Regions from separate parts of the Mus musculus genome. Here region 2 is linked to region 1. A link is a contact called in public promoter capture Hi-C data. All regions are on one chromosome and are shown on one strand. Each heading gives the region's core, a stretch centred on a gene start, on an enhancer-like site or on the middle of the called end of the contact. The rest is flanking DNA. Distances are from core to core; before and after follow the strand shown. Region 1 overlaps Mpzl1 (myelin protein zero-like 1). Region 2 has its middle 14 kb from the start of Gm46168.

What was found. Capture Hi-C pulls out chosen DNA fragments and counts their contacts.
Region 2: a contact with region 1 is called in a promoter capture Hi-C map of adipose tissue. The contact joins two enhancer-like sites. A contact is called at or near these places in 1 of 484 Hi-C or Micro-C datasets (brain), 4 of 115 datasets of contacts at active chromatin or transcription factors (the 230-238 cell line, bone marrow-derived dendritic cells, differentiating embryonic stem cells and 1 more) and 4 of 9 other capture datasets (adipose tissue, embryonic stem cells, liver and 1 more).

The regions. Positions count from the first base shown.
Region 1 is chr1:165,612,732-165,619,763 of GRCm38.p6, reverse strand. The region is part of intron 1 of Mpzl1 (myelin protein zero-like 1); the gene reads left to right. Among named protein-coding and RNA genes, the nearest start is that of Mpzl1, 18 kb to the left of the region's middle. Within about 2 kb of position 2,498, at least 114 of the 459 cell types and tissues checked have an H3K27ac peak or open chromatin away from gene starts, as enhancers often do. A contact at or near this core is called in adipose tissue, where this site is marked.
Region 2 is chr1:165,734,080-165,741,519 of GRCm38.p6, reverse strand. No RefSeq gene overlaps it. Among named protein-coding and RNA genes, the nearest start is that of Gm46168, 14 kb to the left of the region's middle. Within about 2 kb of position 4,934, at least 43 of the 459 cell types and tissues checked have an H3K27ac peak or open chromatin away from gene starts, as enhancers often do. A contact at or near this core is called in adipose tissue, where this site is marked.

The DNA.
Region 1 (7,032 bases), core at 1,249-3,748:
CACTGTGGGACATCCTCACATGACTCCCTGGGAGTCCAGATGCAGGGAATGGGCCTTCCCTGATGGACTGTGCATGTTTGTCTGTCTGCACAAGGCTGTCGCTTCCTGCATAGACTTGTAAGAATGAATGCTTGATTGGAAAAAAGCACTCAGTCACAGGAAAGAGATGAACAGTGCACACAGAGAGAGACAGAGAAGCCATTCCAGGCCTTATAGTCAAGTGACTTATAGTCAGTGCAGTGACTGGCCTGATTTAGGACCTTGTGAATATTTCTCATTTCAGCAACAGAAAAATCTTTGTTGGTCCAGAAAAAAAGTTAAGGCTAGGGACGTGGCCAGCTGGACATGGGTGTGAATGGTAGGGATTGGCCCTGAGACTGGAGAATCCTGCCTGTTCCCACAAGTACATGGATGTTTCCCTTACATTGAGATTCCGATAGATAAATTCCCTTTGGAGGAGACCTGTAGATGCTGCCTTCAAGACAGTTCCAGCCAACAGATATTGTCCCGAGTAATCTCTATAGACACCCTCCACCCCCGCCCCACCATGATGGTGTTTTAAAACTTGGATTTTTTTGTTTGTTTGGCTTTTCAAGACAGTATTTCTCTCTCTAACCTTGGCTGTCCTGGAACTCACTCACTCTGTAGACCAGGCTGGCCTCAAACTTCGAGACCCACCTGCCTCTGCCTCCTGGGTGCTGGAGTTAAAGGTGTGCGCCACCACCCCTGCAAATCTTGAATTAAAAAAAAAATGATTTTGGTTTTCTTTTTTAAAGACTTGTTTGTTTGTTTATTATATGAGTATGCTGTAGCTGACATATTAGAAAAGGGCATCGGATCCTGTTATAGATGGTTGTGAGCCACCATGTGGTTGCTGGGAATTGAACTTAGGTCCTCTGCAAGAGCAGCCACGGTTCTTAAGTGCTACGCTGAGCCATCTCTCCAACTCAAATCTTGAAACCTTTATTGTGAAGCACTCAGAACGTTGTATATTTTGTTCTTTCTTTCCTTAGTTCTCTCATTTTGTGCCCCCCACCCCCACCCCCAGCATCAAACAACACCTGAACACATTGAGAAGGGACCACGCGACTGTCAGGTCAAGAGTGTAATAGTGAACATAGAACCCGTCCTCTGCCCTCTGATGGCTATAGACAGCTGTCCTTTCCACAGAGCACAATGGGAGAAGTGCCCAGGGAAGGACAGGATGTCATGGGATCACCAAGTGTGGGGGAAGGAAGTCATTTTGAGATTGAAGCCTGAAGCAGAGGCTCAGACAGCGTGCAGAGGAAGGAGTGTGTTCCCGGCGAGTGGAAAGTTCACTTGATGAGGATTTCAGGCTCACTGAATGGAGTATATTTCTGTAGCCGTCCCTGACTTTGTGTCATTCAGCTAAGAGGGTTCCAAAATAGCAACCCTGACGCATGGAAGAAAGGAGCCCATTTGAGCTCTCAGTGGCCTCTGGCCACCAACCGCTGCCAAGCAGCTCTGCACCTGCGCAGTCGCTGCTGACACACGTGACCAAGCTCTGCTTAGCCAGTCAGATTGTTCAGGCACAGTGGGTACTACTGAATGTTTTGCCTGGAACATTCTGGGACTGAAAAAAGATGTTTTTCCCCTTCTTACTAATGTCTTTCCCTCACTTTGTTTGTTGTTTGGTTTTTGAGACAGGGTTTCTCCGTGTAGCTCTGGGTATCCTGGAAACCACGCTGTAGACCAGGCTGGCCTCGAACTCAGAGATCCACATGCATTAGTCTCTGGAGTGCTGAGATTAAAGCATTCCACCACCACGTGGCTCTCCCTCAGTTTTTATCCTGAAACATAAAATGTTTGGGGGGGGGGGGGGGAGGCAGAGAAAGAACACAGCTCATGGGGTAAATAGAGAGTAAGAGCCCAGGCACCTGTCCCTTCCACCGTGGTGGCCCAGCGGTAAACTCCTCCTGAATGACCTTGTGTTTAGTGTTTTGTTTTTTTCTTTTAAAAGGTCACATGAGGGCTTGTCTTAGCAGATAGTATTAGCCCATCACCATGTTCCAACAAAATCAATGAAGCATAGGCCAGAGAGCAGTTCCTAAATAGATGGATTTATACGCTTTCATGAGAGGCCATACTGGCAACTTCAAAGTGCTTGCCGGGGTGGGGGTGGGGCTGGGGGTGGGGGTGGGAGGCTGCGGATTAAAGCAACCGCCTTCTTTCAATGACAGGGAAAACCTTAACAGGATCCTTTGTAACAGTAACAGAACGAGGATGGTCTCAACCAAAAGCTGTTTCAGGATCGTTGTCTGCCTGGGCTGTGGGGGTGTTTTGTTTACTCACAACTATGCTATCCAGTATATTTCCAGTGGTTTTACAAGTTTGAGTTTATTTGGAGTAATAAGGTCACTGGGCCGCCTCACTCACTTCCTGTTACGTTCGTAATTCAGAGTATTGGAACAGGCCATGTCAGGAAATGACCTCCTGGACGAGCCATGTTTGTCTAACCGGGTCTCAATTTGCTTTCTTCAGGCTGGGTGGTGTGGCACTCGTGCTGGGGACTCAGCTAGATAGATGGCCGGGTCAGAGTCTGCCTGAGCAGCTGCCAGACCCAAGAAACAAAGCTTCATTTCTTTGTTGTTTTCATACTCTGTATTTTCCTTTTGATCTTTACTAAAATGTCCTGGCTTTCCATCTAAACCATAAGCACATCAAGTGTGGGTATTGTTTGCTTCTTGTAGAAATGACCTTGCTGCGTTGTGTTTGCCGGTCAGGGATTCTCTAGGTGTCTTTCCATCTGAGGCAGTCTCCATGCTCTTTATAAACGGCAAAGTCACTGCTCAAAGATAAATTGGCAAGGCAGTGCGTTTTAGAAGCCCTAGTCTCTAGGGCTCAGTAACTGAAGAGTTCTTTCTGGGTTGTTTATTTGTTTTCTTGACCTTTGAGCCCCAGCATAACTCAGCAAAGTTTTCTGCTGCTTGTTAAACAAAGGGGGAAATGTGCCGATGCTGTTACTGTGTCAGGGTTTACACAGACGTTTGTTTATGTAAGCCTTGGACGTAAGTTCATGGAGTTTGGAAACACTTGATAAGCATTTTGTCTTTTTATTCATTAAATTTTTGTTTTATATGTAGGCCATAATCTTTCCCCTGATGTCAACAGGAAAAGTCATTTTAAAGTGTTTTAAGGCTCAGAGTTAATACATTGTGGCTTAGTTTTCTTTCTTTCCTTCTTTCCTCTTCCTCCTCCTCCTCTTCTTCCGACTCTTCCTTCTCTTCCTCCTCCTCCTCCATCTTTTTTCCTTTTGCTATAATAAATACTATGACCAAAACAGTTCACCATGAAGGGAAGCCTGATTAGGGGCTCAAAGCAAGAACGGACGCAGAAGCCGTAGAGGAAGTCTGATCACCACTGCCTTGCTTTCCAGGCTCCCACTCAGCTACCTCTCTTTTGCCTTCCAGGACCATCTGCCTACAGTGGGTTGGTCCCTCCCACATTGATCATTAATCAATAAAATGTCCCACAGGCTTGCCTATCGGCCAACTTGACGAAGGCATTGCCTCACCTGAGGTCCCTTCTTAGATGACTGTAATAGGTGCCAAGTTCACAGTGAACTAACTAACACATTGCAGCTTCCCTCAACTTTGTTTTTACTCTTATGTTGTTAACTTCCATTTCAGTTATGTGTGTGTGCATGCACACAGCATGGAAGTTGGAGTGAGATACTGTGTATGCTGTGGCCTGCATGCGGAGGTCAGAGGACAACTGTCAGGGATCTGTCCTCTCTGTCTGTTATGGGCTTTGTGCCAAGGACCAGCCTCAGCTTGGCTTGGGGTTCCTAAGAGAAAGGGTGTCTGGGAGCCGCGAAACAGTTCTAAGCTGACGACTTGTGTTCCGCTAGAGACAGCTTTCCAGATTGCTCGCTGTGTTCTACTCTGCTCGAGACAGCTTTCTCTTGCTATTCTAAAAACTCTTACGATAGCTCAGATCAAAAGCCCAGTTTTTAATTTATGTATCAATTCAGTCATTCCCCAGGTTCCGATGAATCAGCATCCTGTGACTCCAGCCCTTTGATTCTTAGACAGAGTCAGCAAGCACAAGCACAGACAATAAGATAGCTGGGTGAGACCCAACTCTGAAATTATCATTCCTACCATGCCTGGGCCTGGACCTAAATTCCCTCTGTCCCAGGCTGATCTTGATCTCAGGAATCTACCGGCCTTTGTAAGTATAAACAAAAAAACTTTGCTGGATGGGACCTTGCCGTGTGATCACCACTCCCTAAATCTATTTCTTTCCTTCCTTAGTATCTGACAAGCTAGCTCAGAGTTCAGTTGCCTTTAGGTCTGTGAAGCTCATTATATAATTTGTATTGCATCCTTATATGTTGCATAGTTGAGAAATTATATATTTTTGAACTCATGGATTCGTTGTTCTTTCCCACAGCCTTGAGGGCTATCCTGAAGGTCACAGTGTTCTACCATTTAGCTGAGACATAGACACACCCTCGCCTCCTGGACTCATGCTGTCTCTGATTATCATGGAGTCATCAAGCTTGGCAGAGAGGACCTTCCTTGAAGGAGGAACATGAAAATATGTACACCATTATACAAACAAGCCATATGCCCACAGCCACCACTGACACCCGTGGAGGCCCACACACTGCTGGCCTGTTCCAGGGGCAGGAAACCAAGTTATACTGTTCCTTACATGGCCAAGCCAACTTGGTACTCTGGGTATGGAACTAGGTTATCAGGCTTGTGCAACAAGCACTTTGACTCTGAGCTATCTAGCTTCAACTTTTATTTCCGCATTTTCTTGAGAAGTATCAGATTTCCACATTTTTAAAATACAGCATTATTTTTGGTTGACCTTCCCCACCATCCTCTCCTCTCCCATCTCTCTCCTCCCCCACTTCTGTTTTTATAGCATATCTGTCCGACTCCTTCCCCTCCCAAATTAAAGAATCTCTTTTTCCCCTCACAAGCCCTTTTAAGTCTCCATGGTTCTGTATACACTTAACTTAAATGAACTTTAAAAAAATATCAAAAGATAGGAGGATCTGCATATAAGAAACAATCTGTGGTTTGACTTTCTGAGCTTGGGTTACCTCACTTCATGTGTTTTCCAGTTCTACCCATTTCTTACACATAATTTCAGGCTCTTTATAGTGGAATAAAGTCCATTGTGTATAGTTTCACTACATTACCCATTCATCAGTTGGTGGACATCTAAGATAATAGCCACTTTTTTGCCATGATCCCATAATTATAAATTCTAGGTCTGAAAAGAATCTATTTGTTATTTTTTTTTTACATTGGGATCTCAGCTTTTCGTGATTTGGAATGTAGCTTAGCACAGTTCTTTCCATGTCTTGGTGCTCTTCATGTTTGCATGTGTAGACATTGTAATTAGACCCTGAGAACTCCCTTTTATGACTCTGAAGACGAGCTGTCTGGATCCACAATCATTTAACTGTGAACTTCCACTATAATAATTAAAAGGGTGGGGGTGGGGGGGGGCAGGCAGGACAAAGGAAGCCATTCCTAATTGTTTAAGAAACCAACGAACCCACCCCTTGCTTGGGCTGCATGGAATGTAACCTTAGAGGGACACCTGCTTTCTAGCGTCTCTTTGTTCACACAGGAGAACATTCTTAACAAAGGCGCCATTCCCGCTCAATGTGGAAGGTCAGAAACAACAATTGCAGTGTGCTTGTGTAAAAGCACTTTGGATTCTAGACTCTGCCTTTGCATTGAAACCATGTGCAGGTTTAAGCAAGAGAAACTGATGCTTGAAGTATGCTTGGTAAAAGCTGTTGCTGCTGTTGCATAGAAACCACTTGCAGATTGAACTCAAGTTGGCAGAGGTGAGTCAGGTCTCAAAATGGAGTCATGATCCAGAGGAACGGGAGCAGTTGAGGAAGCTGTTTATTGGTGTCCTAAGCTCTGAAACCACAGATGATAGTTTAAGAGAACATTCTGAGAACGAGGAACGTTACAGGTTGTGTGGAGCTGAGAGACTTTCAACAAAACATTCCAGGAACTTTGGTTTTGTGACTTGCTCCTGTGTTGAAGAGGTGGATGTAGGAATGTGTGCCCGGCCATGAAAACTTGATGGTTGTGGTAGAACCAAGGAGCAGTTTCTAGAGAGTCCATAAATTGTTATCAATAAGCATAACTGTGATGTGAAAAGGGCCATTTCTAAACAAGAGGTGCATCTGCTGACCACAGAGAGTCTGCCAATGAGCCTAACTGTGAAGAAGAGATGCAGCCTGCTGGATCATAGAGAGAGTGGAAGGAGGATATGGCAACTTATGGCTCTTGGAAGCAATTTTGGTCTTGGTGGAAACTTTGGTGGAAGAGGAGGCTATGGTGGTAGAGATTGTGGCCAAAGAGGTAGTTACAGAAGTGGTGGTGGTGGATATAAAGGATTTGAAGGTGATGGTGGTAACTCTGGTGGTGGTCATGGTTACAATAGTAGAGGAGGCGATGGTGGTGGACCAGGATATGGAGACCGAGGTGGTGGATGTGGTGGTGAAGGAGAAAACTTTGGTGGAGGTAACCATGGTGGTGGTGGTGGTGGTAACTATAATGACTTTGGAAATTAGAGTGGATAACAGCATCAAAATATGGATCCATGAACGAGGGCAGTGTTAGAGGATGCTTCAGATAGTCTGCGTGGTGGTAGCTTTTGATCTGTGGTAGAAGTGGTAGGTATGGAAGAGGAAGGCTTAACAGCAGAAAATGGCTACAGAAGAGAGGGAGGGGTTGTCAGGAAAGCTCTCGGTTACTCTGAGACAGTCATCTTCTCCTCAGTGCTTGAGAGGAAATGTGAAAATCTGCCACAGAAGGAACACCGGTGCATAGCCAGAAACGTTGCTGCAGCTTAGACAGGAAGCCCTTCTTGTTCGGGCTGCCCCAGCATGGTGTGCAGTGTGCTGCCGTTCAGCAGTGCAGTGCAGTGTCAGTTAGATGTACATGCTGAGGTCTTTTATACCTGTTGTAGCTTTTCTTTTCATTACTTCAGGTATGTTGCCCTGTAAATTGTAATAGTGGTGCC
Region 2 (7,440 bases), core at 3,685-6,184, 120 kb before region 1:
TTCTCAGACGGACTAAAGTATAAACATTTTTGATAACTCAGCTCCATGTCTTTTATTATCCTGGCCCGTCAGGCCCTTGAGCTATTTTTCTATGTCAAAGTGGCTTTCTGAGTTTTGGTAAAGGAAATATATTTCTTTTACTATAGGCTTTGGGCATACTTTGGAGAGGAGTGGCGTTGTGGGAGGCGTACAGAGAGCAGTCAAGACAGAGATTCTCTTTGGCACAACTTTGGCTGTCCTGGAACTCACTTTGTAGACTGGGCTGATTCAAACACTCACAAAGATAGGCCTGCCTCTGCCTCCTGAGTGCTAGGATTAAAGGCATGAGTCACCATTCTGGATATACTTTTAAAGTCCTTATTTTAGGCTTATAAAAACTGCAAAAAGACACTCTCAGTAGCATTAGATACCAATCAGCATACACTCGGTACATGATAATAGAACTAGCTCCCAGCATAGTAGTTGACTATGTCTTATTATTTCATGTATACAAAGGAGTAGAGGACATTGCAGATCTCCAGCCTATAAGCTATGCATGGAAATAATGTGAATTCCTTCCACCTAGCTGGTGCAGGGACGTCTGGTGCAAGCGTTGTGGATGATCCCTGTGGCAGGCACTAGGCTGCCCATGCTCTGGTCGACTCTATTTTAGGACATGAAGAAGAACAGCAATTCCTACCTTGTAGTTAGTAGAGCCAATGTGCCTACCTCTAGCCAGTGAAATACAAGTGGAAATAGTGTGAGTTCCTTCCACACAGCTGGTGGCAGGCTCCCTAAGGCCTCTCTCCCTTTGCCCAGCAGCTGGTAATGTCCCAGGCTTCTCTGTTCATGCATTTCATGCATTTAGAGTATGGAGAGGAGAGCCACTCACCCTCTGGGACTGGCTTCTTGAGTTCCTGCTTGCTCTCATTTTCAATAACAAGAGGCCACGCCTTCACTGGTATTAGAACTGACTTCTTCAGGATTCTGGTGTATACTGGAGACCAGCTGAGACACCGGGCTCATGGACTGAACTGGACTCTTGGAACTTCCACTGATAGACAGTCATTGTTGGACTAGCAGGACCACAGCTTGTAATCCACTCTAACAAATTTCATATATATATATATATGTATATATATATACACATATATATATACATATACACACATATATATACATACAAATGTATATATTCATTCTATAAATTCTGTTCCTCTAGTGAACCCTAATAGTTACCATTATACAATCTACTCCACCTTCAATTTATTGATTGAATCAATAAACATCAATTTATCCAATATATTTACTGAATCAATGAAATTATTGATTACAATCCTTGTACACACCCTTGAGGTAGATCTTACTGTTACCAGTGAGCAAACTGGCATGCTATTTACTCCTGGACAGAGATCATAAGTGGGCAAGGAGAGGGTCTTCAAGAGCTGGCCTTGGGCATTTTTGTCTCCATTGGCATTTGGCAGGCAGGATCAGCAGTAAAAGTGTCCCCTCTAGTATTAAGATCGTATGAAGCCTAGAGTACCCTGAGGAGTTACTTGTTTTTAGTGCTGAGGTGTGTTTCTCGGATACAGGCATCCTGGGTTTGTTTTTTATTTTGATTTTGTTTTGACCCAATAGTAAGTCTCTGTCTTTGGCTATGAGAGTTGAGTCCACTGATAGATACAGTTTTTGAAAGTTGTTTCTTAATCCCTGCTGTTTGCTTAATTTGTGTGTTTGGTGGTGAGCTGGTTAGTTTTTTGTCAACTTGATACAAACTAGAGACATGTGGGAAGAGGGGACCTCAACTGAGAAATTGCCTCCATCAGAATGAAGTGTGGGCACAGCTCAAGGGACATTTTCTTGATTGCTAATTGATGGAGAAGGGCCTGGCCCACTCTGGGTGATGGTAGTCTTGGGTAGGTGGTCCTGGGTTGCATAAGACAGGTAGCTGCCCTGGAGTCGGGGAGCAAACAAGTCGTTTCTGGTTAAACTCTTGCCTTGAGTTCCTGCCATGGTTTCTCTTGATGACTGGCTGTAACCTATAAGCCAAATAAAAGTAACCTTTTTCTTTCACAAGTTACTTTTGTAAATGGTGTTTTAGCATACACTAGAAAGATCAAGATCTCTAGGAGAACAAGTTATAGATTCTCAGGAACAGTTCATGGAACAGATTAGCAAGGGGACACTCTTGGTCATAGCAAGAGGGGCACTCTTGGTCAAAGACACTTGTTCCCCTTTGCAACACAGCCTGTTGTAAGTGTGTGATCATCCCACTAGGCCTGGGAGGTATCTGTTTACAAAAATTCCCTGATGGCTGGGGTTGGTTTTCATCCTTGATGAGCCTGGGTTTCCCATACCAACAGTCCTTAGCTAAAGCACCTGGTTTTCTAGTCCACACTTCACGGCTTGTAAATTTAACATCCTTTGAGGAACTTTGTCTGCACCAGGATTTATTCTCTCTTCTTCAGCCTTTGATCCTTTGACCAGGACAGTTTACAGATCAAAGTTGTGCCCACTGAAGGTTGGTTCTTAGTCACTTGAGATGTTTTGTTTCTTGTTTTGTTTCACCTTAAAATTCAGAGTGAGGCTACTGTGGAAAGACACCAAGCCAATACCCTGAATTACAGAAATAAGAGCAGGGGCTTTGGGCCCAGCAGGAGGGAAAGATGACAGTCTGACTAGACCAAATGCCAACCTTGTATCCTGCATCATTGTGAGAATGTAAATGGGCTTGGCCACTGAGGAAAACAATTTGCAATTATCTTCTATACTTAGACCTAGTTGTCCTCATAATTCGAATAGCATTCTAGAGAGGGCTTTGCTCAGCCTTTGTAGTAGAAAAAAAAAACAGAATATGACCGAGTAGAACCTGCTCAACTTTCCTCAGCAAGAGGGACATTTTCACCGAGAGGAACATCATACAACAACAAAAATCACCTCCTGCTACGGGCATCAATATGGAAGCACCGTGAAAACAGAAAGCTCCATGGGAAGACCTTCCGAGGTGCCTCGGTGGTTAAGAGCATTTGCTGCTCTTGCAGAGGACCTGGGTTCAGTTTCCAGCATCTGCGTGGTGACCACACCAATTTTACCTCCAGTTCTAGGGACTCCGAAGCTCTCTTCTGAACTGAGGTTACCAGGTATGCACATAGTATGTATGTAGTGCACATACACACATGTAGGGGAGCCCTCATACACATAACATAAAAACAGGTGCTGCATAATAAAGAACAATGAACTCCTGGGGTCATTTTCCAAGAGTGGGTCCATTTCACTCACAAGAGTTTTGATCTCTCCTGTCCTAATCAGATGCTAGTCCAATCTGAAACAAGTCTTGTCTACAAGAGAATGGTCTAATCAAAGAGAGTCTAATCTTAAGCAGTAGCCCAAACGAAGGCTACTCTCTTTGTAGATTGAACAGCACAGCACATATGGTAACAAAAAAGGAAGGAGGAACCTTTGTCTTAGGCAATCGATGCTTTCCAAACCACACAAGGCCACATAAACTCCTAACGGATCTGGTGGCTTCAATTTGCTCTAAAATCACATTGGTTCTTACAGACAATAGTTTTTTAAAAAGGACTTGAAGTAGGGAGGGGGTGTGCTGGGGTGCCTGATGCCTAGGGGTAGTGAGAAGGAAGGGGGGAGAATGTATACAACCAAGATACATTGTTTACATGTATGATATTGTCAAAGAATAAATAAAAGATAGTCTATTTTTAAAAAGAAAGAAACCACAGCTTAAAATAAACATATATCAAGGCGTTTTGCTCGGAGATGTTTGTCCTTGTGAGCAATGGCATCTGATCTCACTTCTCTACCCTGCTCAAATCATCACAGACTTGCTGTGGCAACATCCCCTTTCTAAACTATTCCCTGAGCAGTTATTGAAAATTCAGCTTCCTTCTGGAGGGGGTGGATTCCTCAGGCCCAGATTAATGGCGTCAGATCTGTGGGTGAGGCTGCATCTATAATAAATAAAGGCTGTCCCAGAACACTGCTGTTTGAGAATCCCTTTGATGTCTCCCTTTCTTTCACGAGCTACAGGATTCACTGACTCTTTTTCTCAAAGGGACTTGGAAGCCAGGCGTGCTGGGAGCATCTGTAGCTACAGCTCTCTGAGAGGCTAAGCAGGAGGCTATCAAGTTCGAGGCGAGCCTGGGCTACATTGTGAGATGAGGTATCAAAAGATTCCAGTAGCACCAACAGGAGATTTGGGCCTAGTTTTCTCCTTCTGTTGAGTTTTCTTCTTCTGAAGTTGGCACTGTGAGTCATGCATCTAGGTAAATAATTTTCTCAAATGCCAGCGCACGCGACCGGCGAGAGGAGAGCTTTGGGGAGACAGCTCTCTCCTTCCACCTTATCGATGCAGGCTCTGTCTTATGTTCTCTGATGGAGTGAAGCTGAGTACTCCTAGCTAGCTGGCCTAAGAGCTTCCAGCCAGCTCTGTCACCAGCTCTCATCTCTCAAACGGAACGTTGGGGTTACAGATGAGGGCTTCTGTCTCTAACGTTTAACATGGGATCACCAGGTGTTGAAACTGGGTCCTCAACCCAGGTCTTCAGGCTCCGACAGCAAGGACCTTTTTTTTTTTTTTAAACCTTCTGAGCTGTTTTGTCCCTTCGTCCTTCTCATTTATTTAAAGGACAGCAATCTTACTGTTTGTCAGCAGCAGGGCCTTTATCAAGAGATTGCATGTTTGCATTCTGTCACGTTTATCAAAAGCCCAGTCAAGAGAAATAAATCTTTGTTTGATGGATTTCCTGAGAATGTGTGGCTCGCTCATTTAAACATTTTAAGCAGGTCTAGACTCTACTTTGGAAACAGGGAGACAGTAGCCTCCCTGGGATTGACTGACTGCTCTCTCGGATGCTTTAATGAACCTTGCTTCGGAATTACGTCACCAGTCTTACTTTGAACACTGTTGAAACAGAGGGATGCCAGACTTGGGGCAAACCTATGATCCTGGCTCTTTGGAGGCTGAGGCAAGAGGATAATGAGTTTGAATCTGAGATCGGCCTGAGTTATTTTGTGAGTTCTATATTTATACAGCAAGACCTTGCCTCAAAATAAATACAGGAAGAGAGAAGGGAAGAAAAATGAGAGTGAGTTGTGGGGGCAGAGATCGCCACAGTTCTAAGACTGAAGCGTCTTTCTCTGGAGACTGTGTGGCATGCTCTGGTCACAAGAGGGCGCTGTTTCTATAGCTTGCAACAGTCTTGCAAATGATCTGTGAACTCATGGATGGGAGAAGTTTGCTGTCTCAGAGTCGCAGGTTTCCGCAGTGAGGCATGTTTCGACACTCCAGTCCAGACTGTAGCTGGAGCCTCCCCAAACAAGGACGTCTGTGCAGAGACAGAACCAGTATTGTCAAAACATCAGTTTCAGGATCTAAACTAGAATAAAAGATAAACGACCTAGAATATTTCTTGGCTTAAAACGGAAGTATTGGAGCTGTACGGATGGCTCAGCAGTTAAAAGCACTTTTTGCTCTGGCCGAGACTCAAGTTTGATTCCCAGTATCCACATGGAGGGTTCCAGAGGATCTGATAACCTCGTCTGGTTTCTGCAAGCACTACATGCGTAAGGTATCCATACATAGGTAGTCAAACCACTCATAAACATAAAATAAAAATAAATAAACCTTTAAAATGGAAGTGTCATCCCATGATGCTGTGGTGGGCCCACACAAGTATCCATCCGAAGCATCGGGTCACAGCACGTCATACCTGCCAGGGACTCAGAACACAGAGGGCCAGTGAACTCAACCACCGTTAAGCAAGTGAGTGGGTTGTGTTCTACTGCACGGATTTTACTGGACCAAAGAAAACCAACAGGGGAATTCGCGTTGGAAGAGGCACGTCTGGACTCAAAATGGAGGCCATGATCCAAAGGAACCAGAGCAGCTGAGAAAGCTGTTTTTTGGTGGTCTGAGCTTCGGAACCACAAATAACTTAAGAGAACATTTTGAGAAACGGGGCACTATTAGAGACTGTGTGATAATGAGGAATCCCCAACAAGACGTTCCAGAGGCTTAAGGCTCCTGACCTTATCTCTTGATGCTGCGGTGAGTGTTCCCCCCACCCCCCTCCCAAAGCTGATGACTGGGGTGGAACCGAGGCGCCATTTCTAGAGAGGCCAAAAGCCATGGTACTTGTTGAACAGTGAAAGAAAATGTTGGTAGTATAAAGGAAAATACAGAAGAGTATAATCTAAGAGACTACTTTGAAAAGTATGGCAGAAGCCATCTACATCATAGAAGTCAAAGAGTGGGGAAAAAAAGAGGATTTGCTTTTGTAACTTTTGATGATCATGGCAGAGTTGATAAAATTGTTCAGAAATACCACACTGTCAATGGGTGTAATTGTGAAGTGGAAAGAGCTGTTTCTAAACAAGAGATGCACCTGCTGACCACAAAGAGTCTGTCAATGGGCATAATTGCGAAGGAGAGATGCAGTCTGCAGGATCGTAGAGGGTTGGGGAGGAGGATGTGGCAACTTTGTGGGTCAGTGAGGAAACTTTGGAGGCAATTTTGGTCTTGGTGGAAACTTTGGTGGAAGAGGAGGCTATGGTGGCAGAGATGGTGGCTGCAGAGGTAGTTACAGAAGTGGTGATGGTGGATATAAAGGATTTGAAGGTGATGGTGGTAACTGTGGTGGTGGTCATGGTTACAATAGTAGAGGAGGCAATGGTGGTGGACCAGGATATGGAGACCGAGGTGGTGGAGGAGGATGTAACGGTTACAATGGAGGGAACTTTGGTGGAGGTGACTGTGGTGGTGGTGGTGGTGGTGGTAGGAACTATAATGACTTTGGAACTTAGAGTGGATAATGGCACGGATCCAGGGGTGGGTTAGTTTTGGTGGAAGAAGCTCAGGCAGTCCCCATGGCAGTGGCTATAGGTCTGATGGTAGAAGTGGTGGACTTGGTAGCAGAAGGTTTTACAAACAGTAGAAAAGGGCTATAGTTCTTAGCAGGAGAGAAAGTGAGGGGTTGTCAGGAAAGCCATAGGTTACTTTGAGATAGTTGTTCCGCATGCCTTAGAGGAACTGTAAAAGTCTGCCACAGAGGGAGCGATGATCCATAGTCAGAAACATCACTGCAACTTAAACAGGAAGCTTAGGTCTATCATAGTGTAGTTTGCAAAATGTGCAGCTGTTTATTAATGCAATGTAGTGTCAATTAGATGTATATCCCCGAGGCCTTTTATCTGGTACAACAGTACCTTTCTCTTCATTACATCAGGCATATTGTCCTGTAAATTGTGGTAGTGGTACCAGGAATAAAAAATTAAGGAATTTTTTTCCTAAACAGAACAGCAATGGCTTGCACAGTAAGATCAAGAATTGACAAATGAGTCCTCATAAAATTGTAAAGCTTTTGTAAGGCAAAAGACACTGTCAATAAGACAAAAAGGCCACCAACAGATTGGGAAAGGATTTTTACCAATCCTAAATCTGAT